Linked DNA regions of Mus musculus: regions 1, 2, 4, 5, 6 and 7 are each linked to region 3. Evidence: chromatin contacts called from public promoter capture Hi-C data. All regions are on one chromosome and are shown on one strand. The core of a region is the stretch at or near the end of the contact, and the rest is flanking DNA. Distances in the headings are between cores, read along the strand shown.

The links. Promoter capture Hi-C pulls out the DNA fragments that hold promoters and counts their contacts. Capture Hi-C pulls out chosen DNA fragments and counts their contacts.
Region 1: a contact with region 3 is called in a promoter capture Hi-C map of pre-B cells, with 2.3 times the contacts expected there. The contact joins the enhancer-like site here to the promoter of Pot1b in region 3. A contact is called at or near these places in 2 of 39 promoter capture datasets (hippocampal neurons and pre-B cells), 1 of 115 datasets of contacts at active chromatin or transcription factors (astrocytes) and 1 of 9 other capture datasets (liver).
Region 2: a contact with region 3 is called in a promoter capture Hi-C map of hippocampal neurons, with 37 times the contacts expected there. The contact joins the promoter of Slc5a7 here to the promoter of Pot1b in region 3. A contact is called at or near these places in 7 of 39 promoter capture datasets (the 3T3-L1 cell line, 3T3-L1-derived adipocytes, cranial neural crest and 3 more).
Region 4: a contact with region 3 is called in a promoter capture Hi-C map of pre-B cells. The contact joins the promoter of C3 here to the promoter of Pot1b in region 3. A contact is called at or near these places in 3 of 39 promoter capture datasets (hippocampal neurons, liver and pre-B cells) and 1 of 9 other capture datasets (adipose tissue).
Region 5: a contact with region 3 is called in a promoter capture Hi-C map of pre-B cells. The contact joins the promoter of Khsrp here to the promoter of Pot1b in region 3. A contact is called at or near these places in 3 of 39 promoter capture datasets (cranial neural crest, liver and pre-B cells).
Region 6: a promoter capture Hi-C map of liver shows a contact between it and region 3, with 2.3 times the contacts expected there. The contact joins the promoter of Slc25a23 here to the promoter of Pot1b in region 3. A contact is called at or near these places in 1 of 39 promoter capture datasets (pre-B cells) and 1 of 9 other capture datasets (liver).
Region 7: a promoter capture Hi-C map of liver shows a contact between it and region 3, with 5 times the contacts expected there. The contact joins the promoter of Trip10 here to the promoter of Pot1b in region 3. A contact is called at or near these places in 5 of 39 promoter capture datasets (cranial neural crest, hippocampal neurons, liver and 1 more), 1 of 115 datasets of contacts at active chromatin or transcription factors (astrocytes) and 2 of 9 other capture datasets (adipose tissue and liver).

The regions. Positions count from the first base shown.
Region 1 is chr17:57,343,216-57,345,915 of GRCm38.p6, reverse strand. No RefSeq gene overlaps it. Among named protein-coding and RNA genes, the nearest start is that of Adgre1, 14 kb to the left of the region's middle. Within about 2 kb of position 1,390, at least 93 of the 459 cell types and tissues checked have an H3K27ac peak or open chromatin away from gene starts, as enhancers often do. A contact at or near this core is called in liver and pre-B cells, where this site is marked.
Region 2 is chr17:54,297,704-54,300,403 of GRCm38.p6, reverse strand. Slc5a7 (solute carrier family 5 (choline transporter), member 7) reads left to right here and starts at 1,370. Exons shown (of 9, transcript NM_022025.4): 1 at 1,370-1,823.
Region 3 is chr17:55,711,211-55,713,970 of GRCm38.p6, reverse strand. Pot1b (protection of telomeres 1B) reads left to right here and starts at 1,335. Exons shown (of 17, transcript NM_028370.2): 1 at 1,335-1,431.
Region 4 is chr17:57,226,861-57,229,561 of GRCm38.p6, reverse strand. C3 (complement component 3) reads left to right here and starts at 1,426. Exons shown (of 41, transcript NM_009778.3): 1 at 1,426-1,606; 2 at 2,680-2,701. The coding sequence starts at 1,527.
Region 5 is chr17:57,030,223-57,032,922 of GRCm38.p6, reverse strand. It overlaps Khsrp (KH-type splicing regulatory protein), which reads left to right and starts at 1,416. Exons shown (of 18, transcript NM_010613.3): 1 at 1,416-1,775. The coding sequence starts at 1,524. It overlaps Slc25a41 (solute carrier family 25, member 41), which reads left to right. Exons shown (of 7, transcript NM_175333.3): 7 at 1-151.
Region 6 is chr17:57,058,576-57,061,444 of GRCm38.p6, reverse strand. It overlaps Slc25a23 (solute carrier family 25 (mitochondrial carrier; phosphate carrier), member 23), which reads left to right and starts at 1,582. Exons shown (of 10, transcript NM_025877.4): 1 at 1,582-1,924. The coding sequence starts at 1,772.
Region 7 is chr17:57,248,048-57,250,747 of GRCm38.p6, reverse strand. Trip10 (thyroid hormone receptor interactor 10) reads right to left here and starts at 1,297. Exons shown (of 15, transcript NM_001242389.1): 1 at 1,177-1,297; 2 at 1-6. The coding sequence starts at 1,200. It also overlaps a transcript of Gpr108 not described here.

The DNA of each region.
Region 1 (2,700 bases), core at 141-2,640, 1.6 Mb before region 3:
GTTGTACAAGCTTGCAATCCCACCAACAATGGAGGAGTGTTCCCCTTTCTCCACATACTCACCAGCATCTGCTGTCACCTGAGTTTTTGATCTTAGCCATTCTGACTGGAGTGAAGTGAAATCTCAGGGTTGTTTTGATTTGCATTTCCCTGATGATTAAGGATGTTAAACATTTTTTCAGGTGTTTCTCTGCCACTCGGTATTCCTCAGGTGAGAATTCTTTGTTCAGCTCTGAGCCCCATTTTTAATGGGGTTATTTGATTTTCTGGAGTCCATCTTCTTGAGTTCTTTATATATATTGGATATTAGTCCCCTATCCGATTTGGGATAGGTAAAGATCCTTTCCCAATCTGTTGGTGGCCTTTTTGTCTTATTGACGGTGTCTTTTGCTTTGCAGAAGCTTTGCAATTTTATGAGGTCCCATTTATCGATTCTTGATCTTACAGCACAAGCCATTGCTGTTCTATTCAGGAATTTTTCCCCTGTACCCATATCTTCGAGGCTTTTCCCTACTTTCTCCTCTATAAGTTTCAGTGTCACTGGTTTTATGTGGAGTTCCTTAATCCACTTAGATTTGACCTTAGTACAAGGAGATAGAAATGGATCAATTCGCATTCTTCTACATGATAACCGCCAGTTGTGCCAGCACCATTTGTTGAAAATGCTGTCTTCCTTGTCAAAGATCAAGTGACCATAGGTGTGTGGATTCATCTCTGGGTCTTCAATTCTGTTCCATTGGTCTACTTGTCTGTAAGATCTTTCTTGACTCTCCATTGCCTTGGGAGGACATTTGAGCCCAGTAGAGCCTAGGACCCTGCATAGGCATAATCTAGTCTAGTGTCTTATTCAGGATCTCCGTTGCTGTGATTAACAGCATAACCAGAAGCCTCACAGGAAGAAGATGCTTTATTGCATCCTACAACTCCTAGGTCCCACTCCATCACTGAGGAAAGTCAGGGCAGGAACCTGCAAGCAGGAGTTGATGCAGAACCACAAAGGAGCACTGCTTACAGGCTTGCTCAGCCAAAGCTTCCGTGCAGTGCAGGACCAAGCTCCCTCCACTAGCTTTCCCTGCAATCCAAAACCACCTGCTCTAGGGTTGTACAATCCACAGTGGATGTGGCCTTCCCACGTCAATCAGTAACCAAGAAAATGCCCCCACAGATTTGCCTACAGGCAGTCCCATGAGGACTTCTTAGCTAAGTTCCCTCTTCCCAGACAACTCTAGTTGGTGTCAAGTTGAGAAAAAAAAATCCAAGTTATCTGCCCATCTTCCATCTTGATTGATTGCCACATACACCTGGCAAAAATCTGAGAACACTGTAGTGTATTCTGGGAACTCCTGACCTGGCACTGTGCACTGGCTGCTGCACCCAGCTACTCTGACTATTGCTATCAGCTCACAGCTTCCTCTTTGCTCTTTGCTGACCAGCTGCAGCAAACCACAGACCCAAATTATAGCCCTCACCTAAAGATCACAGAAACATGGAAATCCACAGACCCTGAGGGGAGACAAACCTCTCTGGGGAGTTTAGCTGACATTATCCTAACTATGATGGCAAGTCAAACTGACAGGATAGAATCAGCCAGGAGACACAGTGCTGCGGCACCCTGGAAGGGCATTCTTAGAGAGGGTTAATGGAGTATGGAAGACCTACTCTGAATGTAGGTGGTGGCATCTCACGGGCTGGGGCAACACACTGAATTAAAAGCAGAAGTCAGAGGGGCCTTGTTGAGAAGGGAGTTTCAGAGGGAGAGGAACAAGGTTTGAAGTCCCTTGTATATGTGTATGAACTGTCAAACAGTTGTTTAATGAGGGACAATGGAGACAATTATCTCTCTCTCTCTCTCCCCTCTCCCTCTCCCTCTCCCTCCCCCTCCCCCTCCCATTCTCCCTCTCTCCTTCCTGACTGTGAACACAACATGACCAGCCACCTCCTCACACTCCCAGCAGGTGGACTGAGTCCCTCAAACCTTCTTGTTAGGTAACTTTCTTCTGTGAGGTATTAATTAATTATTAATTAATCACAGCAAAGGGAAAAGTTATTGAACTATTGCTGAGACACACACATACAAAATTCCTCTACTGCCAAAAGCACAAGAACCCTCGGAGACCCCTTGCCTAAATCCCTAAAATGGGCTTGGTACCATTTCACAATGTACTTTATAATATGGCATTCTGTACTCAACAAATTATTTGTGTACAAACACTCATATGAAATTGTGAACTGAACACTTCAAGTCAGAACTTGCCAATATAAAAAGCACATTCACTGTGTCTACAGATGGCGTTTTTTACTTAAGAAATGTTTCAGATGCAGAAATGTACTTAGTTTTTATTACACATTAAAAATTACAGTCTTTGTCTTCAAATTTTCATAAATAAAAGTTAGTTTTGCCTTCAATTAACATCTTAATGCCTTATCTGAAACATGCTCACCTGCAAACCTGTGTCCTGAGAATTGACATGTCTGATCCTAGGGATGTTCCTTGAGCCTCAGGAAGTAAGCAGTCAACAACTCACAAAGCTCAGGAAGGCCCTGAAGCTTGCAAGATTGGCAAGGCCCCTCACCAAGTTACATAATCAGGAATGATTGCTGAGGAAGGAACACTCTCCAATGTGGAGCATTGCATGCAAATGCCATAGACAGATCCAGGATGCCCATAAATCAATCATTACCCATGCTGAATGGCTTTCAT
Region 2 (2,700 bases), core at 121-2,620, 1.4 Mb after region 3:
GGAGTTGGTCTAGATCCTGGTATTCCTGGCTTCTCAAAATTAATTAGTTTCCCTAGCCCCACCTCTCCCAGAGTGCCAGCCCTGGCTGCACTCCGGATTCTCACCCCTAAGCCCTAGTGATGTTCTGTGAGGACAGCCATCTCTCCTGTCTCTCTGTGCTTGAGTCACACTCTCTGACCTTAGCCCCATAAACTGGCACACTGTCTGAGACACTGCATTCCTGATCCCTGCCCTACTGCAACTGAAATATCTGTGTCATCACCTTAAGGAATATTCCAGAAGGAAAAAAATGTGTATTAATCTGTGGCCTAAGTTCAAAATCAGAAGTTAATTAGAATCAAAAGTAAAAGAAATCCCACCTAAAACACTGAGTGGTTAAATGAATTTCATGTCTGTCTTCTGTTAGTTTCTGTCTGAGCTCAAATAGGGTCTGTTCCATAGATAGATAGATAGATAGATAGATAGATAGATAGATAGATAGATAGATAGATAGATAGCAATTAGCTGGTTACAAACCTTCATTATGACAACTATCCACATAGGCCTCTGCCCTGTCCAGTAACAGGGGAAGTTACTGTTCACACAGAGAACAAAGGAATGGGGAATACAGTTAAAAGAGCCTCTATAAATCCAGTCTAAGATGGGAGCTAGTCTGCAGGTTAGCCTAGAGAGGTGGATAGCAGCTGAGTATGGACTTCACCTCGTTAGCTGTCAGATGCACTGTTTCACTGTTTAATAGACTGGCTCAGTAGATGTAGAAAGAAGTGAGAAAGTGGGCACAAAGCTGAGACTTTATGGCTTTCAATCTTTTCTTTTTCCTCACACCCATTCCATAACACCTCTCCCTGAAACACATTTAAAAGGTTGCAGAAGCAGCCCCCTCTACAATATATTCAACTGTTATAAGATAAAGCCCTTTAAAGACAGGTACAACAGATACATAAGTAATCCTGTCACAGAATACTAGATATGTAGTATGCTAGAAATGTAGTGCTAGATATATATGCATGCAAAAGATCTAAACCTGTTTGAAGTGATAGACTGAGTGCTTTTATAAGCTAGAGTGCTTGGCTTAGCTAGTAGGATGTTTCCTGTGGCTTACACACCAACTTTATTTTAAAGAACTGTGCACCTGTGAGAAAGTTTCATGGTGACCCCAGTTTTAAGTGAAGGGAATATGAATATAAAGCAAAGAGAAATAGGCTGACTAGTCTAAACCTTCCTAACATGTTTCTACAAAAAAACTAGCCAAGAAGGGCTTGAAAGCAACCCCTCTCTGAGGCCAACCAGAGACAGAGACAAGGCCCTTAACTGAGCTTGCATGTGGACACCTCAAGGCGGGGTTTGGAAGCTTCCAGTCTGCATCTGCAAGTGAAATCCTCCAAGTCCATTGCTGTCTTTTGCAACCCAGAAAGATAAAGTGGGCAGGTAGGCTGGGAAATGACCTTTAGTCTGGAGTCCTCCATTCTAGGGTAGCAGACGACTTGACTTGGGATGGGAACATGAACTTGGGCAAGTGCTGGATCTGAGCTTGGCTGTTCCCTCGCACCCCGGGCCACACCAGGGCACAGTCCGCAACTCACGCCCAGCACCACTTTGTTCTGACGTCCTTCTCCAGAGCTCTGACGATCGCCCCCGCCTTCCGCCCTTATAAAGAGACTTTTTCCAATACCCAGATCGATCGCTTCACCCCCTCGGAGTCCTCATCGGGCTCCTTGCCGGAGCCCCCTCCACTCACCTCGAGCCTCCCTCCCTCCGTGTCCCTCACAGCCCGGGGCTCAAGGGGCTCCTGGACCCCTAAAGCAGCTCCGGGTGACGCAAAGGTAAGAGCCCTACGGGAACAAGAGCTAGGGCCACACCCTCGGGGCCGCCCGGGAAGGATCGACTCTGCCTGCTGGGGATGTCCCCTCCGCTCAGTTAAGAAGCACTTGTGGCTCTAGGGGTGCTAGCGACTGTAGGAGTCTGGATTCAGGAGATCCAGAGCTCAGAGGCAAAGGGGAGCAGGGCGCGGGGGAGTTTGGGCGGAGGGGAAATTTGGTGGCTCTGGGCTCACAAAGGCGGAGCCCACCCGGTCCGGGGCGCTCCAGAACATCCCGGAGGTGAGTGCTTGCAGCCAGAACCCGCTTGCAAAGCTCAGACCCCCTCCCACAAAAACTTACGCCTGTGAACTGGGGTGAAGGAAATAGCACTGGTTTGTTCAGTATAAGAGAACAGGAATTCCGTAAGATCAAGCTTTATTTTAAAAGTTGACATCAGTCCTCTTCGTTCGCGTTTTCGTATCTGTGACTGTGGTTTATATATTGCCTTATTTTAAAATCCTCTTCTGTAGAGACCGGGATGATGAGGCGCGGGGTGGGGGTGGGGGTAGGAGTGAGGGTGGGGTGGGGGTGGGGGTGGGGTGGACATGATATGAACTAAGGACAAAGGAAGATTGAGAGATTGAGAGGGTCCTTCTTTTAAACAAGGAAAACATACTTAGTTGTCACAGTAAATTGATTTTAAAAAGGATTTTCCTAGTTTGTTTGTTTGTTTTTGGGGGGGGGGCGTTGTTTTTGTTTTAGTGTTTTTGGAGGGGGTATTCTGGCCAGATATTTTATATTGAGTTACTTTTGGACCTGTTTCCTGAGGTCTGAAAGGATAAGTAAAGAATGAAGAATGAACAGAGAGAGAGAGAGAAAGAGAGAAAGAGAGAAAGAAAGA
Region 3 (2,760 bases), core at 86-2,585:
TTAGGAAGTTTTAATATGGATGACACTAGCATAGATAAGCAGACATAAATAACAAACTAAAGAAGTACATTTTGATTTTAAGTCTCCTTTTAGTCTAATATACTCACTTCAAAATTCGTCCCATTTATATCATTTTAATGGGAACGTAAGTAGCAATGCCAATTTATTTGGTTTTCTTCACATATTCGATTCCATTGTGCCAAATTCTGACTTCATGTTATAGGTGGAATGTGCCCCAATCACACTGAATTTCTTTAACTCAATTACATGGAAATCACGTACATGGAAATATTCTTCTCAGTCATGGGAAAGATACCTTTAACTGATTTTTTTCTATTGATAGAACAATGGAGATCATTTCCATCCTACCATAAATGCATACAATCCCATCATTTTTGTCAATGCACTCAGTCTTTGATGAACTTTGATGAACTTAAGGGAGAAAGATTAACAGTTACAATTAACATAGGCAGTGCCATTAATGTTGCATGTAGTTTAAAAGAATGAACAAAAGACCTTCATTTTCATCAATGGAATTTCAAAACTTTCCCCACTTCCTGAAAAAAGTGGGTGGGTAAAATGAATAGATGTAGACTCAATTTAAACTAATAGTGGAACATTTTGTGAAAGATAAAAAAGTTATTCTGTGTTTAAAAATGCCTTTTAACCCGATACAAAGGGTTCCCAAATAACTCCAAATAATCGTGATAAACTTTTAAAGCCTACACACTTTTTAAAATTTAATTTTTAATTAATTTTTTTACACTCGATATAAGCCTACATACTCTTGTTCAGCTTTCTATATTCTGAAATTAATCATTACAAAGTTTCTAAACTCATGACAATTTTTCATCACTCAAAAATATAGTAAAGAACGATAAATCTTCAGACTAACAAAGGATTGTTGGTATTTTTCAACTTGCCTGGCAATAGCATAATAGCCCTAAATTGCGATTAAAAAAACAACAAAACAACATTGTTATCTTCGTCTATTTACATCGTGTAAAAGTGCATTTGGGTGCTTAACTTAGATTAACAAAGGGTTTTGCCTCTGATCCATTTATTCAACAAAATAGAATTTGGAGTCTCACTCGGAATAGGGTTCCAATTGGCTACAGGATTTAGGACTCTTTCAAGCCAGTTACTATCCTTTGAACAGTGTGTTCTCCCCCCCCCCCCCCCCCCCCCGCTAGTCCCCAGAAAAATCCATTAGGGGCGTGGAAAGAGGAGCAGCAGGCTTCCTACTCTGCAGGGACCAACTGGGAGGAGCTTGGCCGAGGCCCCGCCTGCCTTTCGCTTTTGTTATGGGAAGCACGAGCAAAAAGCGGGCGGAATGGTTGGAGTGCGCATGCGTGTGTCCCACGGCTCCGGAAGTCGAAGTCGCGTCTCTGCAGGTTGAAAAAGTTGCCGGGATCCTCGGTGTTCTGTGAGGTACTGAACGCTAGGGTGTTGGAGTTCTTGGTGTAATCGCTGGAGGTCGGGCCCTGGATGATATGAGGGGTCGTTTGCAACCACATTTGGGGTAGTTGTAGAGAAAGTGCGCTATGCGTTGGCGGCAGCGATAACCCGCTGTGTTCGGCATCCTCTCTCTCAGGGAGACCTCAAGCTTCAGGGGTGTGTGTGTGTGTCTGTGTGTGTGCGCTATGCGTTGGCGGCAGCGATAACCCGCTGTGTGTGTGTGTGTGTGTGTGTGTTATTGGGAGCCTCAGAGGCTTCAGGTACTTGCCCAGGTGACAAGTGTCAGAAGAAAAGCATGAACCTGGTGCACAGTGAACAGAGAGAGCGCTAGGATTAAAGGAACGGGCTACTACTATGCCGTGCAACAGGTCGGAAAACTGGCTTTTAAAAGTATTTTGATTCAAGCTGATACTTCCTGCTGAGGACACAAAAAGCATCGTTTTGCCAAAGTATAATTTGTTTTCAGTTTTTTTTTTTTTTGTTTTTTGCTTTCTTTAGTAATATTGAAGAGTATTAATGTAGGATCTACTTTTAATCTGTTTTTTTTCTTTGAAAAGTGGATAGTGACTTTATTAGTATGAGGTTCATATGAGTTTTAATCTGTTGTTTAAGAAATACCCATATGGTTGTTTACCAAGAGTCCATGGTGTGTGTGAGACAGAAAGTTTTAATATGAAAGCCAAAAGAGAAGTTGAAAGGAACTGTTATAAAACACTATCATGCCTGTACTTTTGACTAGGTAATTATTTTCCGAAGTTGACAGTGGGGCAGAGACTAAACTGAACTTTTTGTTTTGTATTGACTTGCCCTCATTGTCCTAGTTTATGAGTTTTTCATTTCACATTAAGAATTTTTTCTTTCTTAAATTGTAATTGGTTTCTAAAACAACATTTTATTTTGCTGAGAGATTGTATTACCGGGTTGAGAAAAAACACTTTGGGAAATTAATGAACTTCACTTTCTGTATCTTCAATAAGACTTAAGTTATGAATCTTACATATTTTTTTCCTCAGATTTTCCCCAGATGACTTAATATTTATTAGAACATGCTATATTGAATTCCTAAAAGTATGGTCCAAGTGAAATTCAGAGAAAGGTTCTCTAAAGATTAAGAAAGGGAATCGAATATCCTGACTGCCTGACACATCCCATAGTTCAGTATGAGTATATTAGGAGTACTGTGCCAGTGCAAGTTTTTAAAGGCAAGTGAGCATGCTTGCTGAAGATTGCTGTAATCCTCAGCCATAGATATTAGCAGCACAGGCTTGCACAGAGAGAGGTTCTGTTTGTGTGTGTGTGTGT
Region 4 (2,701 bases), core at 177-2,676, 1.5 Mb before region 3:
TCTAGATCCAGGGATCCAACATTGTCTTCTGGCCTCTGTAGGCATCAGGCATACACATGATGCACATATATACATACATACATACATACATACATACATACATACATACATACATACATATATACATACATACATACATACATACATACATACATACATACATACATACATACATACAGGCAAAACACTCCAACACATACATATAAATATTTTAAAAAGAAAAGAAATGGTGTCATGTAGCCCAAGCTGGCCTCTAACTTGCTACATAGCAAGGTTGACTTTGAACTCCTGATCCTCTTGCCTCCAGCATCTCGTGCTGGGATTACAGATGTATGCCACCAGAATCAATCCTATGCTACTGAGTATGGAAGCACTTTCCCACTGAGCTGTATTCTAAAGCCACTATTTGTACTTTTGTCTTAAAAAACCAAAAACCAACCAACCAAACAAACAAAAAAAACCAACTAAGCATTGTGAATCATTATCTGCCTACAACCACAAAACCAACACAACTGAAAGAGATAATATAGGGGCAGGACAAGTCCTAGAGGCAGAGACAAGAGCAGGCTTTTCCTCCATGACTCTCAAAGCCCACCAGAGTCATTCAGCCACCCTGAGTGACAGGGTAGGTAAGGTCCACCTCATTCTTTTCCCTAGAAAGCAAGCATGCCCCCCGGAGGGCGAACTTCTAGGCAGCCTTCAAAACCAAAGCTTAACTGTCCCACTGCCAAGAAACCGTCCCAGATCCTCAAAAAACCAGAATTCTTTCCCACTTCAGAAAATGCTCCACAGAGCTGGGACTCTGGGCTGGGACATGCCCTCACCCCTTATCCTCCTCATAGGAAAGACTTGGATTATAAATGCATAAGTAGGGCTTGGGTAATGCCCAGCAACTGAGGAGGTAGAGGTAGGAGTTCAGAACTGTTTAGCACAGTGGTCTCCACCTTCCTGAACCTGCCACCCTTCCATGTTGTGCTGACCTCCAATCATAAAATTATTTCATTGCTACTTCACAACTCTAATTTTGCTACTGTTCTGAATTGTAAGGTAAATACTGATACGCAGGATATATAATGCAATGCCAAATGTGTCTCGACCCACTGATTTAGCAAGACCTTGGGGGTAGGGAGAACCAGCCATCCAGAAGTGCTGGGTTACTGGGACCCAGCTAAGTGTGGGAGGAGGTCACTCTAGACTTCAATGGTCTCTGGTGTAACCAAGTACAACAGGGACCAGCCCAGGTTCAGCATCTGGCCTTGACCCCAAGAAAAGCCTGAGCCAAGCAGGTACTTTCAAGCTCCAGGGTAATGGAAATGTGCCTAGGGTTACTCACCCCAAGGCTTGTTGCCCCAGGTTTGTGAAAAAGCTTAGGAAACTATGTTGCGAAATTTTGGGCAGTCCCTGGTGCAGGAACAGGGAGGGACCAGAGAGGAGAGCCATATAAAGAGCCAGCGGCTACAGCCCCAGCTCGCCTCTGCCCACCCCTGCCCCTTACCCCTTCATTCCTTCCACCTTTTTCCTTCACTATGGGACCAGCTTCAGGGTCCCAGCTACTAGTGCTACTGCTGCTGTTGGCCAGCTCCCCATTAGCTCTGGGGATCCCCATGTAAGTAGTTACCTTTTGGGGGTGCAGTTTCTTATACAATTTAGGAGTCACCTAGGTGAGTCACCTAGGAGTCACCCACTTGGGGGGAGACAGGGATGTTAAGAATTTGTGCTGGGGGCTGGAGGATGGCTCAGTGGGTATGAAGTCTTGCTGCATGGACATAAGGACCTTAACTCAAACTCCCAGCACCCACAGAAAAGCCAGGAGTGGCCTCCAGAGCCTGTAACCCCACACTGTGGGGCTGGAGACCAGATACTGGGGCTTGCTGACTGCCAGCCCAGTGCCAGGTTCAGAGAGAGATGTTGACTCAAGGTGTGGGGAGGGAGGGGCATAGAACAGGACACCGGACATCTTCCTGTGACGTGACATACATACATACATACATACATACATACATACATACATACATACATACATACAAACAGAGAGAAAGAGAGAGAATGTGAGTGTTTGGGTTGTCTTATGTTCATAGAACTCAGGTATTGTAGCATTGGTGTGCCTACTTATGAAGAAGAAGGTCTATAGATTTATGGTGTCTGTGATGTCTTGTGGTTTAGGCAATGGTAAGTTTTAAGATGTGAGGACTGGAGGGTTGTTGGGGTCTATAGCCCTTGTGTGGACTGTCAAAAGCCAAGCTCAGCATTGGGCCTGATTACATGGACCTGTCATCCTGTCCACTCTGGAAGCCCAGGCAGGAAGTGTACACATTCCAGCCAAGCCTGGGCTACAGAGTGAGTTCAGGGCTAGCCTGAACAACTTAGTGAGATGCTGTTTCCAAACAGAAAAGTGAGGAGAGGCTGAGGTATAGCTTAGTGGTAGAGAGAGCACTTTCTCAGTACAAGCAAAGTCCTTATGGCTGGTACCCAGTGCTGAAGCCAGGAAAAGACAGCTTCTAGTGGCTAAGGGAAAGTGGGCTGTGGTTTGGTACCTTCTTGTGTGGGGAGGACGTGGATCCAGGCATCTGCTCCAGCACTGAGAACTAGAACACGCTAGAACTAGGGACTGGGCCAGCCAGAGTGAGGGCTGAAGTCTCAGGCCTTGAGGTGACATCTGCTCCCACACCCCACGGTCAGGTATTCCATCATTACTCCCAAT
Region 5 (2,700 bases), core at 167-2,666, 1.3 Mb before region 3:
TAAGGCCATTTTGGTTTGCAAAAACCACCCAGGACTCGGATTAGAAAAGCGCTGGGAGTCCTCCAATTGGGATTCTGAGTTGGGATTCCAGCCGGGTTTTTGCAGGCTTGTTCAAGAGAAGATGCAGACAATGAATAAAGATAGTTTTGGACGTCTGTGTCTGAGATTAGCTGGTTCTGGGTGGGAGCTGGGAGATGGGGTGTATCGTCTAGGGTGCTTGCCTAGCATTTATGAGATCCTAAGTTCAACCCCCACCCTGACGACTTGGGGATCAGGAGGACCTGAGATTTTGGGGTCCAGGCTAGGAGCTCTAGGGGTCTTGAACTCCGGTAAATGGACCTGGGACTTCTGGGCCCAGGGTGGCAACTGGAAGTTTGGACTCCTGTGGGAACTTGGGGTTCCTTCTTAGTCCAGGGTTGGGAGCAGGAGACTTGGACCCCTGTGGGGGGCCTGGGTCGAGGTTGGGAATAGGCTTGAAGTTTGAGGAGTTGGTGTCATGAGTCTTGGAAGTGAAGGTCCTTTGAGGGAAAATCTTCACCCAATTTCGGGCCACCACTCCCCCCACCCCCCAAGGCTTCGGGCAGGCCACGGGCAAGGCCTCCCCAAGCCAGGCTACTGGGGCGCTGACTTAAGGTCCTGCCCATAGTTCCGGCTGCTGAGCACTACCTCCCACGTCCTCTGCCACTCACTTCTGCTCCCACTAATCCGCTCCTGCCGCCTGGTAGCGGGTTCCACCCCAATGCAGATGCGCTTTCACTGGCTCTCAGCAAGCGGGCACTATTACTTCTGTTACTGCTATTTGTCCACAGAGGGGTCAATCATTGAACGCTTGCCCTTGTCGCTCAGCCATTGGCTCAGAAGTCAGAGGACAAGGATTCTGAGAAAAGTCACGTCCAAATCCAAGCGCATCCTCCAAAATGCTTCGGGGACTGGATCAAATGACTGCCAATCTTAGCAAGCACCGCCTCCTAAGTGTATTCATTAGCTGGTGTTGACGACTATCTTGCCGAGCGCCCGCCCAGCTCATCCCAGAGAATTTTCATAGGCTCCGCCCTCAAGGCCACGTGACTGATCAGAGCCGTCACTCTCATCCTAGAGCCGCCCCGAGAAGGTGGAACTCGCGCTTCATTGGGCCTCCTGACTTCTCGCGTGACTTCCAATTGCCCGCCCAGCGCCAGCAGCCCTGGGCTTATTGAGTCCTATCTTCGTCAGTCACACCGCGCCTCCCGCCCCCTGCATCTTCCGAAGCTCTGACTGGTCGCCCGGATTTACGGCCCACGATTGGCGGGCGTAGAGTGGTAGCCGTATACTACTGGCTGTTCCTCGGCGTCCGTCAAGCCGGTGGCGGGAGGAGGTGCCCCTCTTCCCCCTCCGCGACCCCCCCTCCCCGTCGCCTTCCCAGCCGCTGGCTTCCCATCGTGCTCCGCGGCCGTGTGGAGCGAGGCCTTGTTCCCGCGTTGAGCCGCCGCCGCCTCCGCCTCCTCAGCTTGAAGCCTCCGCACCAAGCCCGTCCCCGCCGCGCCATGTCGGACTACAACACCGGAGGTCCCCCGCCCGGCCCGCCGCCTCCCGCTGGCGGCGGAGGGGGAGCCGCGGGTGCGGGAGGAGGCCCTCCGCCGGGCCCGCCGGGCGCGGGAGACCGGGGCGGCGGAGGCCCTGGCGGCGGCGGCCCGGGTGGAGGAGGCGCGTCCGGGGGCCCCTCACAGCCTCCCGGTGGCGGCGGCCCTGGGATCCGCAAGGACGCCTTCGCCGACGCCGTGCAGCGGGCCCGCCAGGTGAGGGGGCCGCGAGGGCGCGTGCGCGCGCGCGGGGGAGGGGGCAGCGGCGCGCGCGGGGTCGCGGGAGGGTCACGTGGGCGGCGGGCTCGGGGCGGGGAGTCTGGGGCCGTCACGGTGTGAGGGTGACCCTCTGCGTGCGTGTAGTTAAGGGTGCGTTGAAGGGGGGATCTCCGAAAACTAGACTTTGCACTGGACGGTTTCTCTTGGGTACCAGGGCTTGCAGCCTTTGGGGTCCCTGAGACCCACCCCTGTACTTGCACCAGGTCTTCTCTATTAGGAGGGTTGCAGCTTTGGAGTTCCCACGATTTTTTTCCTGGGTGTACTAGAGGATTCCTCTAGGACCCATAAAGGTTGCAGTCTGGGACAGTGTCCCCAAGAGCCACCCCCCGAGCTTGCACCCGTTATTTCCATTCAAGATATAGGGTTTGCATTCTGAGGACCACTCTAAAGTCCAAGACTGTTTGTGATTTGGAGAGGTCTCCTAGTTTTCCAAAGGCCTGAGCTTGAATGTTATGAGGATGTCCCCAAGAATCACTCCTGGGTTTTCACTTAGGCACCCCCTTAGGACCCATGGGGTTCTAGAAACTGAGGCAGATCTGTAAGAGCAATTCCTGAGTTCATGAAGGATGGGGTCAGAGATGCTGTGAGACCCCTCTTTGAACCCTTGGAGTCTTAGGGTCCCCAAGGGCTTCTCAGGGTTTGTAAAGTTGCATCGCAGGATGGTAGGAGACCGCTATTCAGAGACCTGAGGGTTCAGAATATATTAGTTCCCAAGACGGAGTCCTAGGTTTGCACAGGGACTGAGCTTGGCCGTATACTTAGAAAGTGGGGGGGACCCATCTTAGCACACATTTGCACCCGCCCAGAAATTCAACTCCCTTTTAGAGGATCTTGCTTTACACACCATTACTCCTATTTTCAA
Region 6 (2,869 bases), core at 333-2,832, 1.3 Mb before region 3:
CAGAAGTAGTGATGTCCCACGGCACCCACACAGAAACTCTTATGCATGGAAACATCTGGTAGCTGGTAGAGGGAGTGGGTGGGACTTTCACCTGTTCACCACAGATGTATGGGCACAGCTTGGGTGGGGACCGCATGACCTCTGGATGTATCTTTGGGTAAAAGGTGGTCATGCACCGGATATGATGGCACGTGATTGCCGTCCCAGCAACTGGGATTCCGAAGCAGGCGAACTGCTGCACATTCAAGGCCAGCGAGGCTACAGAGACCTTGGCTCAAAAGGACAATAACAACAATAGCCATAGAGCTGCAGCTGGAGTTCTGTGGCTAGTTTATCTAGCACATACAAGGCTATATACAACACCCATTGTAGTGTAGCATACGCCTTAGATCCCAGGTGGAGCTCTGTGAGGTCCAGATCAGCCCGGTCTACATAGTAAATTCCGTGGCTACATAGAGAGACTGTGTCTTTGAACAAGAAAAATAAATAAATAAATAAATAAATAAATGAGGCGTCGTCCCTTCCTGGGAGTGGTGGTTTAAACTCTGTTTAAATCTCTGCTCTGGCCCTAAATGGGAATCCAGACTAAGATTTGAAGCTTTTGATTTCTCCACTGTAGCGTGGGAAAAGCTAGTGTCACCTACCTACCTCACAGGGTTTGGGGTAGGTTCGTTACTGAGCAGCGAGTGAAGGGCTCTGGCATGCGCAACGCACTCAATGTGAGCTCTTATTTATTATTCGCGGTCAGACGGACGCCCTTCCCCCTGACGGTGAGACGAAAAACTGCACCCGAAACTTGTGGGCGGGACTTCAGCAGGTGCAACCACAGCCGCCGGCTGAGGCCCCGCCTCCAGAGCCCCTCCTCCTGATCGTTATCTTTAGTGGCGCGGGAGATACTGGTCCGCGACTCCCTTTCCAGGCAGGTCTGCAAAGAGCAGCCTTCAGAGAGTCTGAATTGGGGCGCGGCCCCTTTAAGAATGCCTAGCGGGCTGCGAGCTGCGGGACAGGAGGCCGCGGCGGGTCAACCGGGAAGCCCCGCCTAGGTAGAGCGGACCGCCGCAGCTAGGGCGCATTGACCAATAAGGATTTAACTTTGCAGCCGCGCCGCTCGTTGACCTTGCGTTTCTCTCTCCGAGTGTCACCAAGAAAAGGAGGCGCGCGGGCGGAATGAAGTGTTGGGGAGGGAGCCCACACCTCTTTGTTGATCTGCTGTTTCTATCATCGACTGGGGAATCTAACTAGAGCAGGCGGGCGAAAGAAGCTTTTAAACTGGTTCAGAATTCTTTGCGTAGACCTGGGAGAAGCAAAAACTTGAATTTCTGATAAGTGATCCGTTAGAGAGGAAGGTGTAAATGAACAAGATTACGAATCCAATTCCTGACAATTCCCTACCAAAACCATTTAAGGAAAAAAGGGTAAACTGAGGCAAGCAGAGTACTAAGACGGTTGCCTCTCCTACCGTCCCAGGAATGCGCTGTCAGATGTGCAAAACCAGAGCCTCCTAGAATGCTTCCCCACGCCCCCTGCTCCGCCCCCAGCCCCCTCCCCCAAGTAATGCGGGTCGGAGGAGGAGACCAAGTTCTGGCGCGGGCGGGGACGACTAGCATTTATCACTTCCAGCAAGTGCCGGAGCTCGGCCCCGCACTGAAGAGGCTGCGGTGCGGGTGGGCGCGGGAGCTGGCTTTGTGGGGACCCCGGGGGGGAGGGGGAGCCAGAAAGCCCCCGCCGAGGCCGTCGCTGCGGGGCCTCCCCTCCCCCCTGGGCGGGCGCCATGCGGGGGGGCTCAAGCGACGCGGAGCGGCGGCAGCGCTGGGGTCGCCTGTTCGAGGAACTAGACAGCAACAAGGACGGCCGCGTGGACGTGCACGAGTTGCGCCAGGGGCTGGCCAGGCTGGGAAGGGGAGATCCGGACCGTGCACAGCAGGTACTATGGGCAGCGACCACCGCGGCAGGATCCGCCCGCGCCGTAACCGGTGCCCCTTAATGCCGCGGCTACGGCAGCCACAGGCTACCTGTTGGCTGGACCCCACCACCTCTGTCTAGGTTCCCTTCCCTCTGTCCACCCGCGTCTGGCCTGACGTCGCGAAACAGGGCTGCCAAGGCTCCAGGCCTGCAGTGGCTGCGGTTGCCAGGACCCAGCGGCCCCTCCCCCCCCCACCGCCCCCTCCCCCACCCCCTGTGGGATGCCTACTGGGGGGGATGGACTGCAGAGCGGGACGCTTTCCCCTCCACGGCCCAGAGCCAAACCCTCCTCTGCTCTGTGCACAATCCGAGGGGTGACCCGCTCCCACCTGCAGCTAACACAACTTCACATCCTTGCTGGAGCACACACAGAGCCCCTAGCCAGCTCTCCTAGTCTCTTATTTACATTTGCTGCCAGCCGGCTCTTTCCCGGACCTGGCCAGTTGCCCCAGGCTGCTCCAGCTAGGGAGTCAGTCCATCTGAGGTCACTCTGCTTCTACTGGGGTCTGACCTGTCTAGGAAGGAATTTGAGGTAGGGGTGCAGTTTAGCAGTAAAGTGCTTTCCTGGCATGTGCAAAGGTCCTAGGTTCTAGCTCCAGTATGGGAGGTGGCAGTGGGGAGCAGCAAAAACTGGCCCTTTCTCCGTGTGACAGGGGACATGGAGCCCCTAGCCTTCCCTAAAACAGACCTATTGCATTTTTGTTGACCTTGAGTCTAAGGTCCAACTTTTGGATAGGAATATAAAGAGGCCCCATGGCTGTTGGGCCTTATATGAACCACGACTGTTTCTAACAGGACAAACACACACACACACACACACACACTCCTCAACAAGACTGCCAAGGAGACAGGATTTTATAAGGAAAATCTGGGTGGGCAAATTTGGGAAACAAGGTAATGAATGAGA
Region 7 (2,700 bases), core at 48-2,547, 1.5 Mb before region 3:
CTGATCCTGATTGCAGGAGCGCGATTGGGGAACGTTAGGGTCACCTGGGTAGGAGGCACCGAAATCCCAGCGACCCGGAACAGCGGAGGTGGGGTGGGGTGGACAATCTCTCGGGGCTTAGCGGTTCCAGCAAGGGCTGGCTGGCTTCCCCAGGCGCCGCCCCGGCGTGGCGCAGGGGAGGCAGGAAGCTGGCGGGAACCCCCATGTCCTCCTCCAGGGAAGGGCCTGGACAACACGGCCAGGGCCCCAAACCAGACAGCAGGGTCTCTCGGAATCGGGGTGGCCAGCAAGGGTGTGGAAGGAGGCTAAACCACGCCAGTTCCCTCACCCCTCCTCTAATCCCCTCCAAATTCCAAAAAATCAAGAGGGCTTGGCACAAAAATCAGGCACAGAAGGGATGAGTTCGTGCAGCTCAAAGTGCGTGGAAGCAGGGTCGGGGGGCCTCTATGGCCAAATTTCCCCACTCGCCAAGATCCCCCGGGATCCTCAGTTGAGTGACTCAGTTTCCCCTGCTTCTGTGATGCCTCCACTATAGTGGCTCACCCCCACTACATCCTAAGATTGCACCGCCTCCAGAAAGAGGAGGGGTCAATAGTCCGACAAGGATTCAGGGAAACTTCTAGGGCTTCCTGGGTGAGGTTAAGAGGCGGGTAAGGGGTGGCTCCGCCCAGCGCCCGGGGCCGAGTCCTATAGCCCCTTCCCCTCCCCCTCAGCGTTCCAATTGTAAGCGGGGAAGGAACCCGGTAAGGCCCCACGTGGGACAGAAGGTGACCAAAGGGTCCCCTCCCCCTCCCAGCCGGACAGGCGGGCGACGGGCAGGGACCCAGGGGCCGTAAGATTAGCCTCCAAGCCAGGCCAGGGCGCTCAAAATAGGTGACCTCACCCAGCTGTCCCCCCTCCCTGGCCTGGTCCAGGGACTTCTTCAGATGGTCTTCCTCTCAACTCTGTGCCTCAGTTTCCCTATGCGGGTCCTGGGCAAAGTATCCCTACGTCCTCGGGGCGTCTTGAAAGTCCCAAAGGAACTTTTGAGTGAGTGCGGAGGGCAGAGGGCGGGGACCCAAGGGATCAGCTGCAAGGGAAAGCGTGGAGTCCGGGCTAAGGTACTTCGGGGACAAAGAGCGGAGAAGCCAGGACCCCAGCAAGGGAGAACCGTGGGAACTGGGGAAAAAGACTCACCCACAACTCGGTACCCCAATCCATGCTGCTCTTGCCGCCCAGGACGCCACCGCCTCCTGCCCGGGTCTCCGCCGCCCTCCACCGGAGACTCAGCCCCAGGGCAGTGTGCCCAACCTCGCCCCGCCCCGCCGCCAGGCCACGCCCACCAGCCTAGATTACAACGCCCCTTCGTGCCTTTCCACGCCTCTACTCTGCCGAGCCCCCAGCGGGGGGCTCTGAGGGCGGAGTCCAGATGATGCCCCGCCCCCCATTAAAGGGCCATGCGCCACCTCAAAGTACGCCTCGATTAATTTTCAAAATTTGTACCCCATATTTCTCTCCTCTGCCATCCCAAACTATTCATCCTTTCCTTTCAACTTCGCATTTTTTTTATAAAGGGTCAAGAGATCAAAACCCCAAATCCAAGCAGTCTTTCCCACGTGTCCCCACTCCATGGCAGGGAAAATCTGTGGTTGGTCATTAGGCTCTTGCGGGGACCTACTCGGCTCCAGAAATCTCCATTTCGTCTCACTAATAGTCTGTTTCCCTCCGGCCACAGAGATGGGATGACTTCGATCTTGCCCAGGATGCACATCCAGCCAAGGCCAGGTCCATTAGCACCCCCCAACACCACCGCATCCTGACTTCTCTTCCTTCCCGCCAGAGTCTCCTCTGAGAAACAGAGGACAGGTTGTCCTTTGGGCACCGTTCTGGGCTAGGCACACACTCACACACACACACACACACACGCATGCACGCACAGCACCGCGCACTTGCACTTGACTACACATTTTCCAGCCTCATTCAGTATGTAAGGCCCAAATCAGAACTGCCTCTAGATTCTGGGACCCTGGGGCTTAGGATTTCGGGTCCTCCCAATCATAAAAGTCCTTTCACGCCTTGTAAACCCCCTTAAGGCTCCCGGATAAAAGGGAAGAGGCCCTGTTGGCTCCCACCCCACTCTCCCTGGCTGTAGGTGCTTTCTCCGCCGCTACGCAAGTGTCAAAACACCATTGTGTTGCAGCTAGAAGAGCAGTCTAGACTTCTGAGGAAAGACGCCCTGGAGCCAGTGCTGGAACTGAGGCTCCAATAGGCCTTGGCCCCACCTGCTGGTGGCTTGTGGGCTAAGCTCTGAGATGTAAAGTGGGGTAGAGGGATGGTGGAGGAGGGTGGAGAAGGACTCAGAGTCCCAGTGACGAAAAAGGTATCACACTACGGTGGGAAGCTTCGCGCCAGGGTCAGCAATCTAATTAAGAGTTGCAAGCTACAACTAGGATCCAGCAGCTGGGACTCTTCCAGATCTGAGGACTCAGTAGGAATTGAGGAGCCTATGTTTCAGTTTGAAGTAGGGAACTCAGCTGCTGCAAGGTTACGCCTAGGGCGGAGTCTTCAGGTAGGACCTACAGCGGCATTCAGCCGAGGATTAGAGATCAGCATAGTGCGAAGAATTTTAGGCTTTTCGGTGGCCCAGCAAAGTTGAAACAAGGTAAGCTCATAGACGCGTACGTTGACTAAGTCTCCACTTCTGGCCGGGAGCAGGGTATC